2 separate regions of the Triticum aestivum genome follow, and region 2 is linked to region 1. The links are chromatin contacts, called in public Hi-C maps. All regions are on one chromosome and are shown on one strand. Each heading gives the region's core, a stretch centred on a gene start, on an enhancer-like site or on the middle of the called end of the contact. The rest is flanking DNA. Distances are from core to core; before and after follow the strand shown. Region 1 holds the start of LOC123097959 (LIM domain-containing protein WLIM2a). Region 2 holds the start of LOC123097960.

Region 1 (6,977 bases), core at 3,679-6,178:
CAGATCAGCTGGTCCGGGGCAGCAGAGAGCACGGTGTGCTGCAAGACCTGCCAGAGCTGCAGGTACTGACCAATCTCATGCAAGCCTAGGTTGCCGTGAATGTCGCGTGCCCAGGAGTTGCCATTCATCCCGTCCGCCACGGTTCTCGCCGTGCGCCGTCGCTTGGGGATGCAGTCGTAGAGGTTGGGCAGGAGTTCACGGACGGACTGGCCGTCGATCCACCAATCCTCCCAGAGCAGGGCGGTCCGTCCATTCCCGATGACCATGGACGTGGATGCCAGAACAGGGCACGCTCCATGGAAGAGAACTGGAGGTCGAGCCCTTGCCATGCTCGCTCGGGATCCGTCCTGGAAAACCACAGCCATCGCAGCCGCAAAGCGAGGCCTCGTATGTTGGGATCGGAGTAAGTACTCTTATAGTGTCCTAAAATGTTTGAGAAAGCTATGGCAGAAGTCTTCGGAGGTGAGTATTTTAGATGTTGAAATGAAAATGATGTTTTGCAATTGCAGAGTAAAGAGAATTTTTGTCGTGCTGCTAGACAATTTTCCACTTCTAATGCATGCAACCTATGCTACTCCCCCCGTTCCTAAACCTAAGTCATTGGGGAGTGTAAACTGAACTCCCCCAGCGACTTATATTTCGGAACAGAGGTAATACTTAGCATTCTGGGAACCCCCCCCTTTTTTTTTCTCCAATTGCTACCCATTCAGCAGTACAATTCTCATTTGAAGATCTCAAATACTCATCCTCAGGGACTTCAACAATAGTTTTTACAAATTGTAAGCCTTTATTGCAATACTTTCTTCAATCCGAACATAACTATCTGAAGCATTCGTTGCTATGTCATACATTAACATTCCGAAATGCTACTGTAATCTTCTCTGTAGAATATAACCCAAGATGTCCAGCTCTATCTCTTCTCTGTACAAAATAGTCGTCATGCTCTTGTACAATTTGCACTATGCCAAAAAATAGAGAAGTCATTCGAGGGGGGATTAGATGATTTGCCAATAAGAATGAGCTCTAGCCAAGAGTAAAGTAGATGAACACTGAAATATACTCCCTCCGTTCCATAATACTTGTCATGGTTGTTGTTCAAATTTGAACTAAAACCATGTCAAGTATTATGGAATTTAGGGAGTAGTTAGGTTTCGGTAGGAGAATCTGGAAAGTAATCTTTGTATAGTCTAAAAAGCTCTATTTCCCTAATAGGACGAATTACATAGTTTATGTACATAACCGCCATGGCGTGGAACATTCAAAAGCGGATATTATGTGCTGGGTATGTAGTAAAAATAAGTCCATTGCCGTCATGTGATGACGATGAATCCAAGAGACTTTGCTTCAGTAAATAGCGAGGACTCATTGCTATGCTGTAGAGGAGTAACAGTCAGGAAGAGCGAATGACTTTGCATATGTATAGACTAGAAAAACGTAGCCATTACAAATATACCCATCAGAAAAATAGTCGTTAGGTCCATAGCCGTTGAAATCATAGCGGTTACAAGTATATTGTTGTTTATATGATATCAATAAAATATAGAATAGTGGAATATGGAGAGTGAAAAATGAAGAGTCCACTGGAGCATGAAGAGATAGTGATAGGAAATATTTTGGAGAGGCTCCCTGTAGGAAGATATGGAACACTCAAAAGCTTATCCTGTGGCCAGGGATATGTGAAGAAGAGCTGTACGTCTTTTGAGTTTACATTGCACATTCTTTACAACTGCCCCATCCTGATAAACCTGAGAGTATCCATCACTCAACCTTGGAGCTGGCCATATAGTATAATTATTACCAGGTCTCCATTGAAAGACAGATTATTCTTGAAGTGATGGAATTTACCTTCAATTTCCTAGACGACCTACGGCTGGCAGTGAAAGAGGTTATATGTGATAACCAAACCGAGCGTCAAAAGTATGAAGAGGCGATTATAGCTATTACAGTGGATGAATCTTTGAAACGGTTAGGTTCCCATAGCTTTCTTATTTACTTCGATGTCATTAACTTAGAGATGCTAACGGCTATGCCTGCTGTTGTAGCTACTGCCAAAGGATAAGGCGACCTGATTTCTGGGGTGGAGAGTCAGAACTCTTGGTATGGATTTGATGGTTTTAAAAGTTAACATGCATAGTTGATATAGGCATCAGTTATTCGACAAATTACATCTGGAGAACATCCGACTCGCACGTACAGTCATTTTATGTTTTAAGTAGTACAGTTCATGCATCATTCTTCCCTTTTAGCGCGATAAAGTCAAAAATATACTTTTGTTTAACTTCTGGATGTTCTAAAGTAGGCCACCCTTTTCCGAGTAGATTGATATTGTATTTGTTGGTTGTTGCTTAAATTTTTGTATCTGTATACATGGCTCATTCACATATGATTTTCATCTGGGATCTCCTCTTTCCAGGTTTTGTCTAGACTGTGTCGGCAACCAATCATTATTTACATTCCGGAGCGTGAGGTAAATTCAACTGCCCTAGGTGATGATGAATCTATAATGTGTGCAGAGTGGAGAAGGATAATAAAACTTCATCTATATTTAATAATATGGTTGTGACATGATGGAAGCGATTCTCATAACAAATCAATGGAATAGTTGTTCCAACTGATAAGAGAGAAAAACTGAACAAGGGGTTTTGGTAGAATAGTGACTTTAAGAACACCATCATCATCATCACTATGGGCATTGCATCGTACTATGATAATAGTTGATCAAATCGGAAGGCACGTGTACTAGCAATTGATAATATTTAGCCAAATTTCCTGTTAATTCAATAAAAAAATAAAACTCTGGTTGGAACTAGACAATCTGCCTAAAGTTTCCTTCAGAATGGGTGTTGAAAATTTAAACTGCATTTTGATTTCTGTTTCCTTGGTCCGATGTTCTGAAGGCATAATTAATTGGAAAGGCATTTGCGAAGTGCAGATCGAACTGTTTGAAAGATTGTTGAATACCTTCCCTTTTACCTTTTTTCGATGCTTAAATCCAACTTGTCTCCAAAATTGGAAATACCGTGTGGATTATTGCACCATTTTATTTGTTTCACTGCAATCATGTTTGAGCGTTCTGCTTTGATGGCCTCGTATGTATGTTATGCTTGACGCGGTGCCTCTCACCATTTTCCTCGCTTCATCTCGAACTTAATCTGCCCCTTTTTGTGCAACAGTACCGCGGACGGGGCAACGGGTTCATCCCAATTGCGGAGTATGGGTTGGAGTTTACCAAAGACTCGAAAGAGGGGAAGAAACGGGTGCCGGTGAGACTATTATACAGTGGGAAGAACCATTATGATTTGCTGATATAAAATGGGCACATGAGATCTGCCCCGATGAAGTATCAGAATGCCGGCAGCCACCGCCCATCTGTGGCGCATGCACAAATGCCCCGTTTACTTTCCATGGTTACATCCTTCGATCCTGCTATGCTCCTGCTTGTCAGTTACGATGCTGTAACAGCTGTTTCGTCGATTACAGTCATGGGCATTTGGGGAATTTGTGGATTTGGAGCTAGAAGAATTAGCACTGACCTGATGATAGCGCCACGCGAGCTAACTATGTGCTGCTGCATGGTGCAATGCTGTTTTGGCAGTGGCAGTGATTTGGTTGGCGTGGTGCCGTGGAGTTGTTGATTGCGTTTCCGGTTGGTGCCGGGCAGAATAATGGTGCGTTGGTCGCACTCGCACTCGGTGGTTGACGATTGGACTTGCTTCAAATCCAATCATTATGTGAGTATGTGATGGTTATTAGGTATATCATTTTGCAACGCACTGCTGGCCGGAATGATATCTTCCTTAGATGAGCTGTACGGGCGTGTTTGGTAGTACTATCAGCTTATTAGGGGTACCGTCCGGCCCAGTGAACAAATTTGATGGCTGTTACGGGCACATTCCAGTATGCTCCTAACCATGCTTGAACCGGGCGTTACGAAATTGAGCTGTATCCTGCCCGTATAAGCACGCACGAGCGAATAAATGAGCAATAGTAATCCGTTTGCTAAGCCATAGCTGGTCACCGCCGTGCGTGCTTGCACAGTTGGCACCGCCCCACTCGCCTAAACGGCCCGGCCCCACGCCTCAGTCTCTTCCGTTTAGGCGGAGTAGGCCGAGCTTAGCTTGTGCATGCAATAAAAACACGGCCTTGTCCTCTCGCACCGCAATAAAATACGTAGCAGGAATTAATGCTCACGCAGTGCGCTGTTTGTTGCACAAATATAAATATAGACAAACAAATGCGAACAAGCCGAGTGGTCCGACGAGGCAGCAGGGAAAGAGCTGGCCGACGTGGGCCGCACCGCTCGCCGCTGCGGCAGAGCCACCCCTCCCCCGCACTACATATTCCTCCTTCAAATCAAAATAATAAATTGTTTTAAAAAAATCAAAATAATACGTACGCCCTCCATTCACTATTGCATTATAAGATTTTTTTTTTCTGAACCAGATGTATATAGATATATTTTAGTAGGTTTGTACACTCATTTTAGTCCGTATGTACTTCGTATTAAAATATCTAAAACACCTTATAACAATGAACGGAAGGAGCAGATGCGAGTATAATCTTTTTTCTTTTTGAGTCTAAGATGCCAGTATATATATAACCAATAAAAACAGATTGCCCAAGAGAATATCTCACCTCTCCCCGTCGCAGGGGCTGACCACCGGGCCCCACGCATCGATGCGAATACTAGTAGTCGTTGCTTGTGCTTTTTTTTCTTTGAGGGATAATAGTCGTTGCTTCTGCTGCACTTCTCGCGCCAGTCAGGCCCAGAGCCGCGTGCCACCAAACACACTCCCGCTGACATCCGGTCCCCGCGCGGTCCCGGGCCCACCTACAGTACAGCCGTGCAGCCGGAGGCACGTTCGTGCGCGGAGCACACCACTCGCACAAAAGGCTGTAAAAATTAATTGCGTATTCGTTAATGAGCAGAGCACTGGCGCGGCCCCTCACCCTCATCTCATCTCATCTCACCTCCCTTTCCTTTCCTTCCCCCCTCGCTTCGTTTGTGCGTTGCCTTTTTCTTTCCGCCGCGGCAACTGTGAGCCGGCCCGATCGAGCGAGCCGCCCCCCACGCACCTCAAGAAACCGCCATAATTCCATCCATCCATCCGCTGCCGCGTCCTACGCGGCCATTTGGGGCGCTCGTGGGGTGTTCGTCACATCAACCAGGCCAAGATCAGATCGGCGGCGACGACGGCGACCATGTTCAGCGGGACGCAGCAGAAGTGCAAGGTGTGCACCAAGACGGTGTACCCCATGGACCAGCTCTCCACCGACGGCGCCGTCTTCCACCGCGCCTGCTTCAAGTGCCACCACTGCAAGTCCACCCTCTCCGTATGTCATCTCCCCTCTCGCTCTCTTATCCCTCTCCCTCTCTCCTCCTCTTCTTTTACTTCCGGGAGACAACGCGAGAAGAAGAAGATCGTTGGATGGACGTCAACGGTCGACGGATCTGTAGAATGAAATGCGATGTCAGATCTGCGGATTGCTCTGCCGCACGGATCTGGCGCTTGGATTCCTGTCAGAATCGTGTGCCTAGGATAGGAGATCATGACTTTGTCCAATTCGCATTTTCTGGCTTGGTAAGAACAAGACCAAGAGAAATAACAATCTGTCTGGACATCTTGTTTTGCTATTTGGCAGTTTAGCAGCTACTCCTCGTTCGAAGGGGTGCCCTACTGCAAGCCCCATTTCGCGCAGCTGTTCAAGGAGACCGGGAGCTACAACAAGAGCTTCCAATCACAATCACGTAGGTTTTCAGTCAGCATGACAAAAGTGACTATTGTTTTCTTGATTAAATCTGTCCTGATCCTTGGTTTTGTTTCTTTCAGCCGCAAAATCTGCAACGGAGAAGCTGACTCCTGAGCTGGTCTGTACCATATAGCCTGCCTCTTTCTATATGCGTCTTGTCTCTTTGCTGCCGTGCGATTCCGTTAGTCTTATGTGAAATGTGCTGTTTCAGACCAGATCGCCAAGCAAAGCTGCGGGCATGTTTTCGGGAACACAGGACAAGTGTGCCACTTGTGGTAAAACAGCATACCCTCTTGAGAAGGTAATATCACGGAGTATACCATATTTGTTTTGTTTTGTTTCGTGACCCAGGCGTCAGCATAGCTAGCTAAGATGTATCAGAATTCTGTCATTTCACGAAATAATTGATGTTTCGGAATGTGAAAACTGTCGATTGGTTCGATATTTACTTGCACCTCTGTATAATGATCTGTACTGCACTCTCTGTTCCTAAATACAAGACGTTTTGGCAGTTCAGTTTAAACTGCCAAAAGCGTTTTACATTTAGAAACAGAGGTAGTACCTTTTAGGCAGCCAACTTCCGTCATAATTGTCTTGAATCATCAACTTCCTTTTCAGTTATATCCTCAAGCCTCCAGAACATGCAGATGTCTCATGCCTAGTTGTTAAACCAAATCTTGCAGGTAACAGTTGAAGAGAAGTCCTACCACAAGTCCTGCTTCAAATGCTCTCATGGAGGCTGCGCCCTCTCGCCGTCCAACTACGCGGCTTTGGAAGGCATCCTCTACTGCAAGCACCATTTCTCCCAGCTTTTCAAGGAGAAGGGGAGCTACAACCATCTGATCAAGTGCGCATCGGTCAAGCGCGCAGCAGAGGCGCAAACAGCCCAGGCGGCAGCACAAACAGCGCCGGCGGCTGCTGAATCCTCCTGATTATGCTGTCATCTTTAAAGTGGGCTTTGAGGGCGAAAGTTTGGAAAGCCTTGCTCTTTTTTTACGATTGTAACCTGCTGTGTGCTGTGTTCTAGCTCTGGGGATACCAGGACCATATTTCGTGTCCCCATATGTGGCTAGCTCGATCACGTTGTTGAACCATGGAGTTGAATGTCATTTCGGAAGAAATTGTTGTGCATCAAGTACCGTGTGCTTTTTTCTGTTCGTTGATATAAGGAGTTCCTTGTGTGCCTCGGTGCTTCGATACTTCAGCACACCATTTTGCTGTCTGGT
Region 2 (6,652 bases), core at 2,794-5,293, 380 kb before region 1:
TGTCATAACAACACAACCGAAGTGAGATGTGAAGGCAGACAACAAACTAGTTAGCAACGAATAGTAGGAACAGTTAATGTGAAGACAAAAAAAGATGTAATCAAAAGGATTATCTTCACGTAATGTCTTCAAACAGAATGAGCAAGCAAAGGCTTCATGACACAAAACAATAAGTAAAGGGGTGAAGTGATAGAACCAGTTGCTCGGAGAAGACAATTGATTTTTTACCAGTTCCAGTTGTTGTGATAGTTGTACGTCTGGTTAGGGAGGCTGAGATTGAACTCATAAGACCTAGTCTTCACCTTGTTCCCCTTGAGCTAAGGTCACTATAGACCTCGCACAAACACTCATGTAAGTCTTCAAGGTAGTCTTTCAAATCTTCATATACTTCGTTCACCGGTAATCCACAATGACTCTTCGATGCTCGGAACGCAACGCCTAACTGTCTGAAAGATCACAGTCTTCAAGCGTAACAAGTCTTTAGTTCACTCAGAACAGAATGTCTTCAGTGATGCTCAATCACTTTGGGCTCTAGGTGTTTGTGTTTTTCCTCGTAGGAAATTTCTCTCAAAGGTTTTGGAGGTGGGTTGCTCTCAAACGATAAAAGTTGTGCAATAGCTCGGAGCGGCCGCCAACTTATGATGGATGGGGTGGCTATTTATAGACAGGAGGCAACCCAACATGATATGACCGATCTGACCCTGGGCCAATGGCCAACGGTAGCTAGGTGTCATAACGGTCGGATTTCAAACACACGCGACAGCTTGGCTTGGGCTACAAGCAAAGCTGACTCAACCAACTCCGGAAGAGGTTTTCTCTTATTGTCATCGCTGAAAGACATACGATTTTAGGTTGAGCATCACGTCAGTTTCCAACTTTGTTTACTTCGACCCACTTAACAGTACGGTGATTCCTATGACTTAAGAAAGAAGAAAATGAAACTACCAAAGACTATGTCTTCACACTCCATTTTCTTTAGGCAATACTCTTCGCATTCCAAATTGTCTTCAATGTCTTCATACATTTTTAGGGGTCATCTTTGATGGGTAAACCAAAACTCCAAGGACTTCTATTTGTGTTCTCCTGTGAATCTCACAAACACATTAGTCCCTTGACGAAGTTTGTCATCAATACTCCAAAACCAATAAAGGGTGGCACTAGATGCACTTAAAGAAGATAAAATTTAGCACATAATATAAATGTTTCCTTACATTCCGTTTGGATGTATATATTGAGCCCCAGAATTAGGATTTGGTATTCGGCAGCCCGAATATCGCTGTTTGGATGGTCACGGCATTCGGGCGTGGCATTCGAGCTGAATATCTCTCGGCCAGCGATAACACTCGCGCGATCCTCAATTCAGAGTTGAACCCCTCTGTTTACCTCTGTATTCGCTCGCCTCGCGTAACCCTTCGCTAGTAGGAGTAAACAGAAGCAAATCCTCGACGGCGGCACATGGCAGTGTGTCTCCTGCACTCCTCTTCATTCTCTCCTATCGACGGCGATGCGAAGCGAATCCCAGGCCGACAGCCTATCCGACAAATTGAGGCCGAGGGCAACGTCTTGGATGGGGAATCGGGGATGGGCGCAGCGGTCCCGCTCCTGCCGCCGGCGTAGCCGTGCTCGACGCTGGATGACTAGGGGTCGAAGGCCTGCTGCTCGTCACATGGAGGCAACGACCGGCTCCCACACTGGCAGCGAGGAGCGCGGGGGCATAGGCGGAGCGGGGGCCGATCTAGCGCGAACGCGGCGGAGATGTCGACAGTCAGCACTGACGCAGGCCACACATGGAAGCTTGTATTCACGGCGAAGGTTGCGCTGGTGCTCCCGCTTATCTCTATGCTCGCCTTCGTCTACGAGCTGCACGACTTCATCAACCCTCCCTCTAGGCACAGATGTGCAAACTGCAATACAATACTTGACCATCCAAACAAGATTTGGCATTGTTGCTCCTCTTGGATTCCAAGTATGAAATACCTAAACATCCAAACACTAATATTGGCATTGAAGCTCAATACCAATGTCTTGAGTATTTGGCATTGGAGCCAATACAATGCCAAGCCCTTGAATGTCTACATCCAAACGAAGCGTTAGCAATTTCCTCTTACCAAAAGCGCGTCACTCCCCGGCAATGGCGTCGGAAAAGAGTCTTGATGACCGGCAAGTATAGGGGGTCAATCGTAGTCTTTTCGGTAAGTAAGAGTGTCGAACCCAACAAGGAGTAGAAGGAATTGATAAACGGTTTCAGCAAGGTATTATCTGCAAGTGTTGTAAAGTAGTAGTAATAGATAGTTTGATAACAGGATAATTGATAACAAGTAACAAATAACGAAAGCAACAAGGTGCAACAAGGTCTCTCAATCCTTTTATTGCGAAGGACAAGCCGAAAGTACTTATAGTGAGCAAAGCGTTCTCGAGGACACATGGGAATTTCGTCTAGTCACGTTCATCACGATTCATCGACTCGTGTTCACTACTTTGTTAAATTTTTACGTGGATGGACCGGTGCTAGGGTGCTGTTCTTACTTGAAAAACAACCCACTTATGATTACCCCCTCTTGCAAGTATCCATAATTACGAAAGAAGAATTAATATAAATCTAATCATAACATGAAACATATGGATCCAAATCAGCCCCTTACGAAATAGTGCATAAATTAGAGTTTAAGTTTATATCAGTCTCACAACCCACCATCATCTACTTACTAATCCCACAATGCGTTTTCCTAGGCCCAAGCACGGTAATGTGTCATATAGTCGACGTTCACATGACACCACTAGAGGAAGAACAACATAACACATTATTAAAATATTGAACGAAGACCAACTTCACATGATTACTTATAACAAAACTCCTTCCATGTCCTCAATAACAAACAGAACTATTCACAAATCATATTTGTGTTCATAACCAGAGTAGATAAATATATGATTATCAATCAGAACATGTAATCTTCCACCAAATAAACCGATTAGTATCAACTACAAGATGTAATCAACACTGCTAGCAAACCGCAGATACTAATATGAGGTTTTGGACAAAGATAGAATACAAGAGATGAACTATGGTCTGGATATGAGATGGTGTTAGTGAAGATGTTGATGAAGATGAGTCCTCCCACGATGAGAGAAATGCTGGTGATGACGAAGGTTTCGATTCCCCCTCCCAAAGGAAAGTATTTCCAACGGAATCGCTCCGCCGGAGAGCAAAAGTGCTAATGTCAATGTTTCGTATTGAGACGGCGGCGCTTATCCCAAAAATCTCCTTAATTTTTTCTAGCGCAAATGGCTTCATATATGAGAAGATGGGACACAGAGGCCTGCTGATGGGCCCACAAGCTCAGGTGGCGTGGCTCACTGGTGGGTCCCCTCATAGTGATTATTCTTCCAGTATTCTTTTTTATGTATTTTAAAATAAATCTCCGTTAAATTTCAGGCCATTTGAAACTCCGTAGAATAGCTAAGCTATCTCTGCTGTACCTCTTTTCAGATCCAGAATTCCAGCTGCAGGCAATCTCTTTTTTATGATAAAATTTATAGTTTAAGAGAGAAAATGCATTAGAATGACACCTAAAAGTAGTTTTAAAACAATATAAATAACCGTAGGAAAACATGATGCAAAATAAACGTATCACATCTTCACTTTGCGGGTCTAATTTACATGGGACATGGCCATTGAAAATGCAATGAGGTACTTCGATTTAGATGAAAATCATTTACTCCCTCCGTTTCTAAATATTTGTCTTTTTAGAGATTCAAAATGGACTACCACATACGGATATATATAGACATATTTTAGAGTGTGGATTCACTCATTTTGCTTCGTATATAGTCATTTGTTAAAATCTCTAGAAAGACAAATATTTAGGAACGGAGGGAGTAGTTTGCATGTAATTTATCCGGCTTGTTCAAATTCGGTTTGAAATCGTCCGTACGCATCCGCAAACGAATACCGCGTCCGTCTCGAAGGTCAGCAAGACGTCGGTCGTTCCCACCACCGGCTCGGTCGGACCAGCCCAGCCAGCTAGACCAGCACACAGCACCCACCAAATCCAAATTGGCGGTTGGATCCAGCGATCCAGCAGCCACCTCTCCGCAGCACTTCACCGTTCCAATTGCTCCCCACCCTGACCGCAGTGCTCGCCGGAGATCTCACTAGCACGGCCGCGAGCCCGCCACGCCCGCGGCCATGTCTTCCGGGCATGACTCCTCCGGGACGACGCTGATGGATCTCATCACCTCGGATCCGTCGGCCGCCCCGGCCGCCGGGGCGTCGTCGCAGCAGCCGTCCTCGGGCGGCGGCGGCTCGCTTGGGAGGCCTGCCCCGCCGCCGGCGCCGGCGCCAGCGGATCGTAAGTCGAAGAGGGCGACCCTGATGCAGATCCAGAGCGACACCATCTCAGCAGCCAAGGCGTTCAACCCCGTCAAGGCCCTCCCCCAGCGCAACCGGAAGAAGAAGGCTCGTCTCCTACGCCGCTGCGTCCCTCATTTCTACGCTCTACGCACTCTGATTCCGGTCTCATGCTGAACTCTCTGTTTCTCTGCAGCCCGTCTCGTACTCGCAGCTGGCGCGGAGCATCCACGAGCTTGCGGCGACGTGCGACCAGGTTCGTTGTGCTGCTTCGGTTGAATCGAATTGCGTGTCGTGAGCTTGGATCTGTTGGCTTAAGTTGCTCTCTGCTGCACTACTTTGTACAGAAAAAATCCCAGAGGCAGCTCGTGAACAGTGTGTTCCCCAAGCTCGCGGTGTACAATTCTGTGGATCCTTCGGTGGCTCCATCTCTTCTCATGGTAAGTATGCCATCTTTTAGTGCCGTAGCTGTCTCTTTGCCTCCATATTCCTATATAGGCATCCCCTTTAGTTCGTACAAAGGGAAATGAGCCCACTCCCGGCAAGTTCAGAATATGTGTTCTAAGACTGAAATCAGCCTCCATATTTCTTCATAGACATCCATTTTAATTAGTACAAAGGGAAATGCGCCCTTCCATTCTCACAAAAGGAAAAGAAATGCGCCCTTCCCATAATTCTGCCATGATACTTAAATATGTGTCTTCAGTTGTAACTGAAACTAGATACCTATCGTAGTCTATACTAACATCAGCCTAATGTTTTTGTTTTACTTCAGCTACCTTTTCTCTTACATCAAGTTTATTTCTGTATTTACAGCTCCATCAGCAATGTGAGGACAGAAATGTTCTGCGCTATGTGTACTATTATCTTGCACGAATTTTGTCAGATAATGGCTCCCAGGGTTTAAGTGCTGCTGGTGGAATCCCCACACCAAATTGGGATGCTCTTGCGGACATTGATGTTGCTGGAGGAGTGACTCGGGCAGATGTTGTGCCCAGAATAGTTGATCAGCTTTCAGCAGAATCCACCAGCGACGATGTTGAGTGTAAGCTTCTATACTGTGATCTCAGTGTACATCAAATCATAGCATGCAAAATCTGTGCCCTGGTACAGCTTTTTCCTACTGATTACCAATATTTCATCGGTGCTGTTCCCCATTTGCACCAAAATTAGTCATGTTTATTTTTCTCAAACCCTATGACCTCACTTTTTGGAAACCGATCTCCTCATGGAGGTATTTTGCAGAGGCGTAGTTGGAATTCCATATTCTTGGTAATCATGTCCTGAATAAAAATGGCACCTTATGACCGAGCAAGTTTGTGCAACGTCTTAATTGAAAGTAGGCATACTGGCCATCTATTTTATGACCAAAGAAGCATTTCAAATATCTTCATGTTAGGATCCACAAAAAAAAGAAATATTTATGTCAACCAAATGTTTTCAGCCTTTTGCCTTCTCATTTCAAGTTGTGGCAAATGATTTTTTATTGTGCTTAATTATTAATTTAAGGATTCTGATATTTGAAGTTCATGCGCGGAGACTTGCGGCTCTGAAGGCCCTAACCTCCTCTTCTACAAGCAGTTCCGAGATGTTGGAGAAGCTTAGTGAGATTGTGTTTGGCATTTTGGAAAAGGTTCGTTATACAAGTCCCCCAACTGCCAACATTGTACTTCTTTGAGCTCCTTTTCAGTGTCCCTGGACTCTGGCTAGAAAGCTCACAAGTGTTCTCTTTATGATATATTTTGGATGCTTTCAGGTCGCAGATACTAAACAAAAACGGAAGAAAGGGATATTTACCAAGCAAGGTGGCGATAAGGAGGTACTAGTTGGATCCAAGAGTGTGCATTTAATTTATACACTGCTAAGTACTTTTTGTGTGGGTATATACACCCAACCCTTCTCAAAGAGGCGCAGGGGTATTCCCGTTATGTACCTTCCTAACCTAATGATGGGCACTAAAACTTAGTAATTACATTTATTCATTATACCTCATCTGACACTTTTTCTACCTTATATAGCTAAATAACAACAAACATGATGGCAGGACTTCAAATATTTTGAGATTCCTTATTATGAATGCGAGCTATCCTTATGTTTTTCTTGTATCAATTTGGCAGTCTATTTTACGAAGTAACTTGCAATATGCTTCTCTAAGTGCCCTGAGAAGACTTCCACTTGATCCTGGTAATCCAGCATTTCTGCACCGAGCTGTCCAAGGGTGAGTATAACCTTATTGTCTCTGGGAAGATAAATTAGTCTTATTTTCCATCTTGTATTCATTTTTGCACCTGTTTTTATTCC

Evidence for each region. A called contact is a pair of places that touch in the nucleus more often than the background predicts.
Region 2: a Hi-C map of leaf shows a contact between it and region 1, with 5 times the contacts expected there. The contact joins the promoter of LOC123097960 here to the promoter of LOC123097959 in region 1. A contact is called at or near these places in 2 of 5 Hi-C or Micro-C datasets (both in leaf) and 1 of 1 datasets of contacts at active chromatin or transcription factors (leaf).

The regions. Positions count from the first base shown.
Region 1 is chr4D:366,310,091-366,317,067 of IWGSC CS RefSeq v2.1, reverse strand. LOC123097959 (LIM domain-containing protein WLIM2a) reads left to right here and starts at 4,928. Exons shown (of 5, transcript XM_044519822.1): 1 at 4,928-5,334; 2 at 5,644-5,749; 3 at 5,832-5,869; 4 at 5,963-6,052; 5 at 6,435-6,886. The coding sequence starts at 5,203. The coding sequence ends at 6,683. It overlaps LOC123097958 (OVARIAN TUMOR DOMAIN-containing deubiquitinating enzyme 3), which reads left to right. Exons shown (of 8, transcript XM_044519821.1): 5 at 1,860-1,965; 6 at 2,043-2,097; 7 at 2,414-2,467; 8 at 3,174-3,756. The coding sequence ends at 3,311.
Region 2 is chr4D:366,688,780-366,695,431 of IWGSC CS RefSeq v2.1, reverse strand. It overlaps LOC123097960, which reads left to right and starts at 4,043. Exons shown (of 25, transcript XM_044519823.1): 1 at 4,043-4,459; 2 at 4,548-4,607; 3 at 4,699-4,791; 4 at 5,168-5,396; 5 at 5,878-5,984; 6 at 6,108-6,170; 7 at 6,469-6,569. The coding sequence starts at 4,190.